2 separate regions of the Mus musculus genome follow, and region 2 is linked to region 1. A link is a contact called in public HiChIP or PLAC-seq data. All regions are on one chromosome and are shown on one strand. Each heading gives the region's core, a stretch centred on a gene start, on an enhancer-like site or on the middle of the called end of the contact. The rest is flanking DNA. Distances are from core to core; before and after follow the strand shown.

What was found. HiChIP or PLAC-seq counts read pairs in DNA pulled down with a chosen protein or histone mark.
Region 2: an H3K4me3 HiChIP or PLAC-seq map of neural tube shows a contact between it and region 1, with 5 times the contacts expected there. The contact joins the enhancer-like site here to the promoter of Lgr4 in region 1. A contact is called at or near these places in 14 of 39 promoter capture datasets (the 3T3-L1 cell line, 3T3-L1-derived adipocytes, the C10 cell line and 9 more), 1 of 484 Hi-C or Micro-C datasets (nephron progenitors), 6 of 115 datasets of contacts at active chromatin or transcription factors (astrocytes, craniofacial prominence, embryonic limb bud and 3 more) and 1 of 9 other capture datasets (adipose tissue).

The regions. Positions count from the first base shown.
Region 1 is chr2:109,915,750-109,919,553 of GRCm38.p6, reverse strand. It overlaps Lgr4 (leucine-rich repeat-containing G protein-coupled receptor 4), which reads right to left and starts at 1,907. Exons shown (of 18, transcript NM_172671.2): 1 at 1,249-1,907. The coding sequence starts at 1,433.
Region 2 is chr2:110,131,542-110,135,345 of GRCm38.p6, reverse strand. It overlaps a transcript of Ccdc34 not described here. Among named protein-coding and RNA genes, the nearest start is that of Gm30258, 62 kb to the right of the region's middle. Within about 2 kb of position 1,630, at least 10 of the 459 cell types and tissues checked have an H3K27ac peak or open chromatin away from gene starts, as enhancers often do.

The DNA of each region.
Region 1 (3,804 bases), core at 658-3,157:
GCCAGCCGAATGCCTCGGCACCACCCACCTGGAAATACAGTGATGCCCCAGCTTGCCTAAAAGGGAGTTTTCCCTTCACACGATCTGTTATTCCTTTAAAGCTACGCCTAAGAGGTCTCTTTTGATAGCTTGAAGGTAAAAAGGAAGTTTCCTTTGCCAGAGGGCCTCTCGGGGCCCCTTCCTCTCTAGCAGGTCTTTGACTGCTCCTGATTTAATCATGCAATAGGCCACACAACACGAGAAGGCTGAAAGGGCCATACAAGCTGCCCTCCGCTCAATTACCCCATTCTTTTTCTACGGGTGGCATTTGCCAACATCACCTCCAACACCTATTTCAGATTCCCCCTCTTCCCTGAGATGCTAAAGGCTCTCTGGGTCTCTGGGGAAGGAGGTGGGGAGGGTCAGAACCATCTATGCTACTCTTCCTGACCACAGGCAGCTCACACGAAAGGCTCTGCTGAAGGTACAGGCGGAAAACGGTTGCCCACCTTACAGACTGCACTGATCACATGCTCTAGAACTTTCTCTCCCAACATTCTCTACCTCAGGTCAGCATTCCTTCTTTTAAATGCCTTATTCACTAAGGATCCCCGCCCAGGGTAGGCCGAATCCTTCTCCTCCTCCCTGGGCTCTGCTCGTGGTAATGAGTCCCGAGTGGATCTGAGCTAAGGTGTCACACTGCACAGGCAGGACGGGGCCAAACTGGAAAGCGATTCCCCTTCTTAGGTACAGGTGTTTCTTCACTCCGCCTGCGGGAACCCTGGGGGTATTCAGGTGCTTCCCCATGGAACGTGCCTGGTCGGCAAACGCAGGCCAAGTTCTAGGCGCCCTCATCCGTGGCCAAAGTTTTGCCAGCCGAACAGGGGGCCGCATGGGGGAAGAGGTCACGTGAAAGGCTGCCAAGGGCAAGCGTTTCCAGCATCCTCCCTCCTGGCCCTAAATGCACTTGCGATTTGAGGTGGGGGGTGGGGGGTAGGAGGTAGTAATTGCACCCCCCCCCCCAAAAAAAAGCTGCAAAAAGAAAAAGCTCCTAGAGGTTCAGATTCAAAGTGGCTAAGTCTGGAGAGGCCAGCATACGGGAAAGGGGGCCAATCCCCCTGACCCTCCAACACACACACACACACACACACACACACAGGTGATTCGTGCACCCCCAGGGCGCTGGGGTTGGGGGCTGGGGTCGAGCCCTGGCTCCGCCCCGCAGCGCCCGCGGGTCCCTCAACCCGCAGCCCGGTCGCCCGCACTCACAGTGCTTGGGTGAAGGCGCTGAGCCCCTCCGGTACCGCCGTCAACCCCTTCCCGGAGCAGTCCACCCGACGGTCGCCGTCGCAGCTGCAGGGCGCAGCGCAGAGAGGTGGCGCCGCGCCGCTGGGCCCGGCCGAGCCGAGCAGCCCCAGGGCGAAGAAGCAGAGCAGCCGCAGCGGGCCCGGCATTGCTGCGGCCGCCGCCCGCGCCCGCCTCTCCCGCGGCTCCTCTCGCTCGACTCGCCTCCGCTGCCCTCCGCCGCACCGCGCCGCACCAGGGGCAGCCGGCCTGCGGGGCTCGGGGCCCGGGCGCCGTCCCTCGGCGGTCCGCGTGCGCTCGCTTCCTTCAGCAGTCTGCCGCCGGAGCGTTAGGACGCGGCGCTCCGCAGTTTCTCCCTTCCCGCTGCTCCATGGACGCGCACCGGCAGCCCCGCGGCTCAGGCCAGCCGACCCGGCCCAGAGCGGCTGCCCGGGCCGCGCGCTGCCATCGCCGCCGCCTCCTGTCCCGGGCCTCCTCCAGCCGCACAGCTCCTCAAGGTTGCGGAGCGCAGCCTCCAGCCATGCCGGCCAGGCGTCCCAACCCCCGCCCCAGCTCTCACAAACACCCTGGTTGTCCGCGCTCTCCCCGAGGCGGCTCCCGCTCCGCGCGTCCTTTTCCCTTCTAGGGTTGCACGCTCGCCTCGGGAGCCCCTGGCCGCCGGGTTATGCAAATCATTTAGGTACATGCAAAACTAACCCCGCTCCGGGAGCGCTATTGGTCAGGGGAGGTCTCGAGCTCATTACTATGCAGGCAGTGGAGCCATTATTGGTCAAGAGGAATGGGGCGTGTTTCTCTGGAATGAGTGACAAGGTTGTGCTGCTGCTGCTGGGGCTGGTAGTGGAGGTTCAAGTAAAAGCCCTGACTTGGCTGGATCTGCATGTCAGGTTGTGTATTGAAGGTAGACAGATCGGAAGACCAGGAGTCTGCTGTTTCCCTCCCCCACCCAGTTTTTTTCTCCCCTCCGCAGAAATTGGATCTCCTAAATTGGATGACCTGAAAAGTAAAACTCGCCTCCAGCTTTCAGACGTGTCAAATGACTCTTCGCTGTTCTTAAGGGCAAGGGCACTGAGAGCTTTGCAAACAGAGGAAAGAAATGGGGGTGGGGGTGGGGGTCGAAAAGGAGGGAGAAACATTTCTTTCTATCTGATCCAAATTTTTGAGTTCAACCGTGCACTAAATTAAAACAGCGTGACCCCTCCTGTATCTCACATCACCTCTGAGATCTTAGTACCCTTTTTCATTCACACTTGGGAGCTAAATTAGCGGTTAATCATCCATGACACCAATCAGACTTCTTTCTCCCTAAACACAAGGATGTTGAGGAGTCCAGCCAAGGAGGTGCCGGTTAACCAGCACTGGAAGAGAACATTTGAGTGCCAGCTGACTGCCCCTGAGACACCAGAAACAACTTGTGTGTTAACTATCAGCATCCCTTCCTTTTTCCCACATAATGTTTATAGAAAAAAAAAAATCAGCATTCTCAGTGCCTCTTTTCTTGCTTTCTCCTAGGCCTTTGGTTGTTTTTACTCTAGATTGTACACATTTTTAATGAACCCATTACATTAGAGCAAGAAGAGCATTAAAATATCTATACTGTATAAAGTTAACTAGCCACCTCATGCAAATAAAAAAAAAAGAAAATGTAAATAAATTAACGAAAAGCTAGCCGATTTCCTAAATAAAAAAAAAAAAATCTACCATCTCTACATTAAAGAATATGCTAAATAATAATAAAGTCAGGTTGAATCCATATACTCTAAAGTTATGCTAATGGATAAATAAATACAGACAAGTTTTAAGAAAGATGAATTTCCTCACTATAAGGTTGAAAGAGAACTTTAAAAAGAAAGACCAGTGGCGCTCAGACTTTATAGACAAGGCCTCAGAATCTCTTGGATACCATGTTCTTCTGCCCTCTGCCCAAGATCATCTCACTCCTGGTCTAGTTAGTATTTCAGAAGCCTCCGCAACTTGTTTTTTGTTTTTGTTTTTCCATTTCTATTACTTTTCAGCCAATTTCATGAGTAAATAAAGTGAGGAAAAAGTCTAATTCTAATTGATACTTAAAGTCTTTTTTTTTTTTTTTTTTTTTTTTTTTTTGGTTTTTTGAGACAGGGTTTCTCTGTATAGCCCTGGCTGTCCTGGCACTCACTTTCTAGACCATGCTGGCCTCGAACTCAGAAATTTGCCTGCCTCTGCCTCTCAAGTGCTAGGATTAAAGGCGTGTGCCACCATGCCCAGCTAAAATCTTCTTTCTTAAAAAACACAACTCCTTCTAAGGTATACTTTTTGTTATATTAAGGTAACTATACACTTCATGGATGCTTTTATTTCTGACAAATATTTATGTTGACAGAGTTTTGCTATGTAATCTAGACTGAACTCAACTCACCATCCTCCTGCCTCAGCTTCATGAATGCTGGAATAATAGTATGAATCACCATGTCCAGACTCATTTCCATGTTTCTCTCTCTCTCTCTCTCTCTCTCTCTCTCTCTCTCTCTCTCTCTCTCTCTTCAG
Region 2 (3,804 bases), core at 381-2,880, 220 kb before region 1:
CCAAACCTCAAGAGTTGAGAGAGCAGAATCTGGAATTTCAACCCCAAACTGGGCCCCTGGCTGGTTTAACTGCTGCCATTATTTCTTTATAGAGCCCTCAGTGGGCTTTCCTGACCACTGGGGAAATCAGGCCTTGGATCTCCAGGGAACTGGTCTTACCCTCTGATGTGTTGCTTTGCCCTGCCAAACAGGCTTGTCCACTGGCTCCAAGTCTCCAGCCTTCCACCTCCAAACACTCTGCATGGGTCAACTTTCCATGGCCAGACTATTAACAAGGAAAGCAGTCCTACTGTTTCCTTTAATGAGCAGCTTTTATAGGGTGCCAAATGCCCTTAAAGGAGCCAAAAGCCCAGGTTAAATCTCCCGGGCTTCAGAAACCTCAGCCTAACCCAGAAACAGCAGAAGACAGAGATCCAGGTCTATGCAATTAGTCTCCAGGGAATTAGCTTAATCCACTCCATCAGGGAAGGCATGGAGTACTGGGAGCTGCCATTCATGTTGACCCCAGGCTATGTTCTTTCCTAGCAAAAACAATCCCACTCTGCATGGCAGCAGCTCTAGACTTTGGGCAGGCCACTTGTACCCTTTGTTCTCTATGTAAGACAGTGTCTTTTAAGTGGGAAAACTTTAGGGGCAAAAGAAAGAAAGGAAGAAAGAAAGAAAAAAGAAAGAAGGAAGGAAGGAAGGAAGGAAGGAAAGAAAGAAAGAAAGAAAGAAAGAAAGAAAGAAAGAAAGAAAGAAAGAAAGAAAGAAAGAAAGAAAGAAAGAAAGAAGCAAGATTTTGCTGAAAGGACCCAGATATAGCTGTCTCTTGTGAGACTATGCCGAGCCTAGCAAACACAGAAGTGGATGCTCACAGTCAGCTATTGGATGGATCACAGGGCCCCCAATGGAGGAGCTAGAGAAAGTAACCAAGGAGCTAAAGGGATCTGCAACCCTATAGGTGGAACAACATTATCAACAAACCAGTACCCCGGAGCTCTTGACTCTAGCTGCATATGTATCAAAAGATGGCCTAGTTGGCCATCACTGGAAAGAGAGGCCCATTGGACTTGCAAACTTTATATGCTCCAGTACAGGGGAACACCAGGGCCAAAAATTGGGGGTGGGTGGGTGGGAGGGTGTGGGGAACTTTTGGGATAGCATTGGAAATGTAAATGAGGAAAATACCTAATTAAAAAAATGAGAAGAAAGAAAGAAAGAAAGAAAGAAAGAAAGAAAGAAAGAAAGAAAGAAAGAAAGAAAGAAAGAAAGAAAGAAAGAAAGAAAGAAAGGGAGAAAGAAGAAAAATGAAGGAAGCAAGCAGGGAGGGAGGGAGGGAAGGAAGGAAGGAAGGGAGGGAGGGAGGGAGAAGAAGCAGAGTCTGAAAGTAGAGAAAGCATAATGACTCTAGTTATGACTCAATTCGAAAGGTAGGGACTTTGAGAAGCCACAGAAGACAGAAAGTGCAAGTGACCAGGGGTAGAGATAGCCTGAGGCTAGGAAAAGCTCAGGGCAAAGTGCTGGGGCTAAGGAGTCTGGGACCACTGGGACCTGGTGTTTACATGGAGGTCCTGTGCTCTTTGGCTCTGGCTCTGGCTCCCAGCTTTTACTGAGATCTTGTTCTGGCCTCTCCTCAATCCTTGTGACCTCCACTGAATGAATGCAGATGGGCCATGGAGACTGCAGAGTTGGGTGAGGGCGGTCAACACCCCATTATGTAATCCTGCATTTCTAGGAAAGCTCTACACTTTTTCTTGAAATCCCCAGAACAAATGCCTTTCCTAAGGGCATTTTCCTGCCTGGCTGGCTGACAGGCCATTTTGATAAATTCTTATGGGAAGGTACAATAGTCTGTATTTGTTCCTTACCAGGAAGCTTTTGGCTAGAGAGTGATCCTATGATCTTTGGGGCAGTTTAGAATGACATGTCTCTGCCCAGTGCCAGAGACACAGCTCGGATCTTTCTCTTTTGACCAGTAATCAAAGTCCTGTTGTTTCTGGCCCTGGTTTTATAAGGAAAAAGTCTCCTTAGTGACCATCAAACTTTCTAGTACCTGACTAGCTATATTTACACATCTCAATTTTTCAGTATATCCTACAGTGTGTATATATGTGGAAGTATGTGAAGATATAAGCATGGAGGGGGCAAGTTTCAAGTGTTGAGATAGTTAGGGTTTGAAAACCAGGTGACAGTGTGTAACTCTTATGAATTGACCAAACCTCCCAGTGATTTCCATACTTTAAGTGGAAATAGAATTGAATTGTCAGGTCTCTCTTAATTTTTCCTATAATGTGAATATTAAGATATTAACAAAAAGCAGTAAAAGGTATAAACTTCAGATTCTAGAACAACTTGATTGGTGATGAAATGTTAAGCTTTCATTGCCTAATATAAAATGAAATTGGTAGAAACAAATATTCTTAGTGTCTTAGAAAAAACACACACACAAACAGCAAAAGTTACTCAGCGAAGCAATTTCATGTTGCATAAAAAGGTGTGTCAAGATCCAAACCAGACAGCGCAAGCACAGCAGAGCAACAATTTTGCTTGGCCTTTCATGTAGTACACTGGTAACTGTTCTTTTCCCATTCGTTGGGACCCAATCTTACAATCTTTTCATGCTGGCTGCTCTTAGAAGAATCTGTGCAAAGGAAATGAAGGAAAGGGAACAGAGGTCAGCCACTCCAGGCCATCACATTCCTGGAATGCAGAGAGACCTGTGCATAAGCAAGTTTTACCACATTGGGGACAGTAAAAAAAAATTCATAAAGGTTTTACAAGGTAGGGAAGACTTATGAAGTTTTAGGCTTTGGTGGACTAGTTATCTTTAATAGGAAAAATGAAAAAAATTTCTCGCACAAATAAATAAAATAGTTTGAGACATGGATTCATTAATTAGTCCAGACTGGCCTCAAATTCAAGACCTTCCTGCTTCATATTCCCCCAATGCTGGGATTACAGGAAGCCTCTGGTATTTTAATGGTCATTCTTTATAAAGCATTATATTATACACCAGTCATGCTAAATGACTAAATAATTAAATGTCTCCTCATTTGAGCCTACAAGGTGCTAAAACCAGAACAGAAGCCTGGAGTTTCTCTTTTATTCTGCAGCTTTCTCCTCTGCAAAAGCATGTTAATCACTCAGTATATCCAAGAAACGGTGATCACTATCTGTTGTATAAGTTTTTCCTATGGAGACATGAACAAATATCTATTCACTCCCAGAGGAGACACCAACAAAACCCAGAGAACAACCTCATCTAAGTCTACCTTGGACAGCCAGTGATTAACTGGGGTTACTTCCAGGAGCATGCGTATCTTATACGCATCTCGACCACTGAAATGGTCCACTGAAATGAAGCCTCCCTTTGGGAACATTGAAAGCATATATCCTCTAAGAGGACTGAGGGTCTCCTGTGTCTTGTGAACTTACTCACAACCCCTTCTTCCCATCAATGAAGGAATACTAACAAGTCTGATCTTGTGAGTATCTCCTGCAAGCAGTCAGTGCTGCTCTGATTTCAAGATAACAGCTGAGTACTGACTAGAGGACAAAGGTCACAACACTAACTTATCTCACACCCCTTCCAGGCTGACAGCACAAAGGCTCATTGTCCAAGACGCATAGCCACCTTGGATTCTAGGTAGAACAAAGTAGAATAAACAACCACACCAATGAGGGTGATTATCTTTAATGTCGAGGCAACACTTTGCAGCAGGGTAATCATCTTGTGGGAATGAGATTACTCTGCTCCATCAACAAGGCCTTATTGGTCCACCTTTGAGAACCAGAACTAAGATAGTGAGCCTTCGGATCACA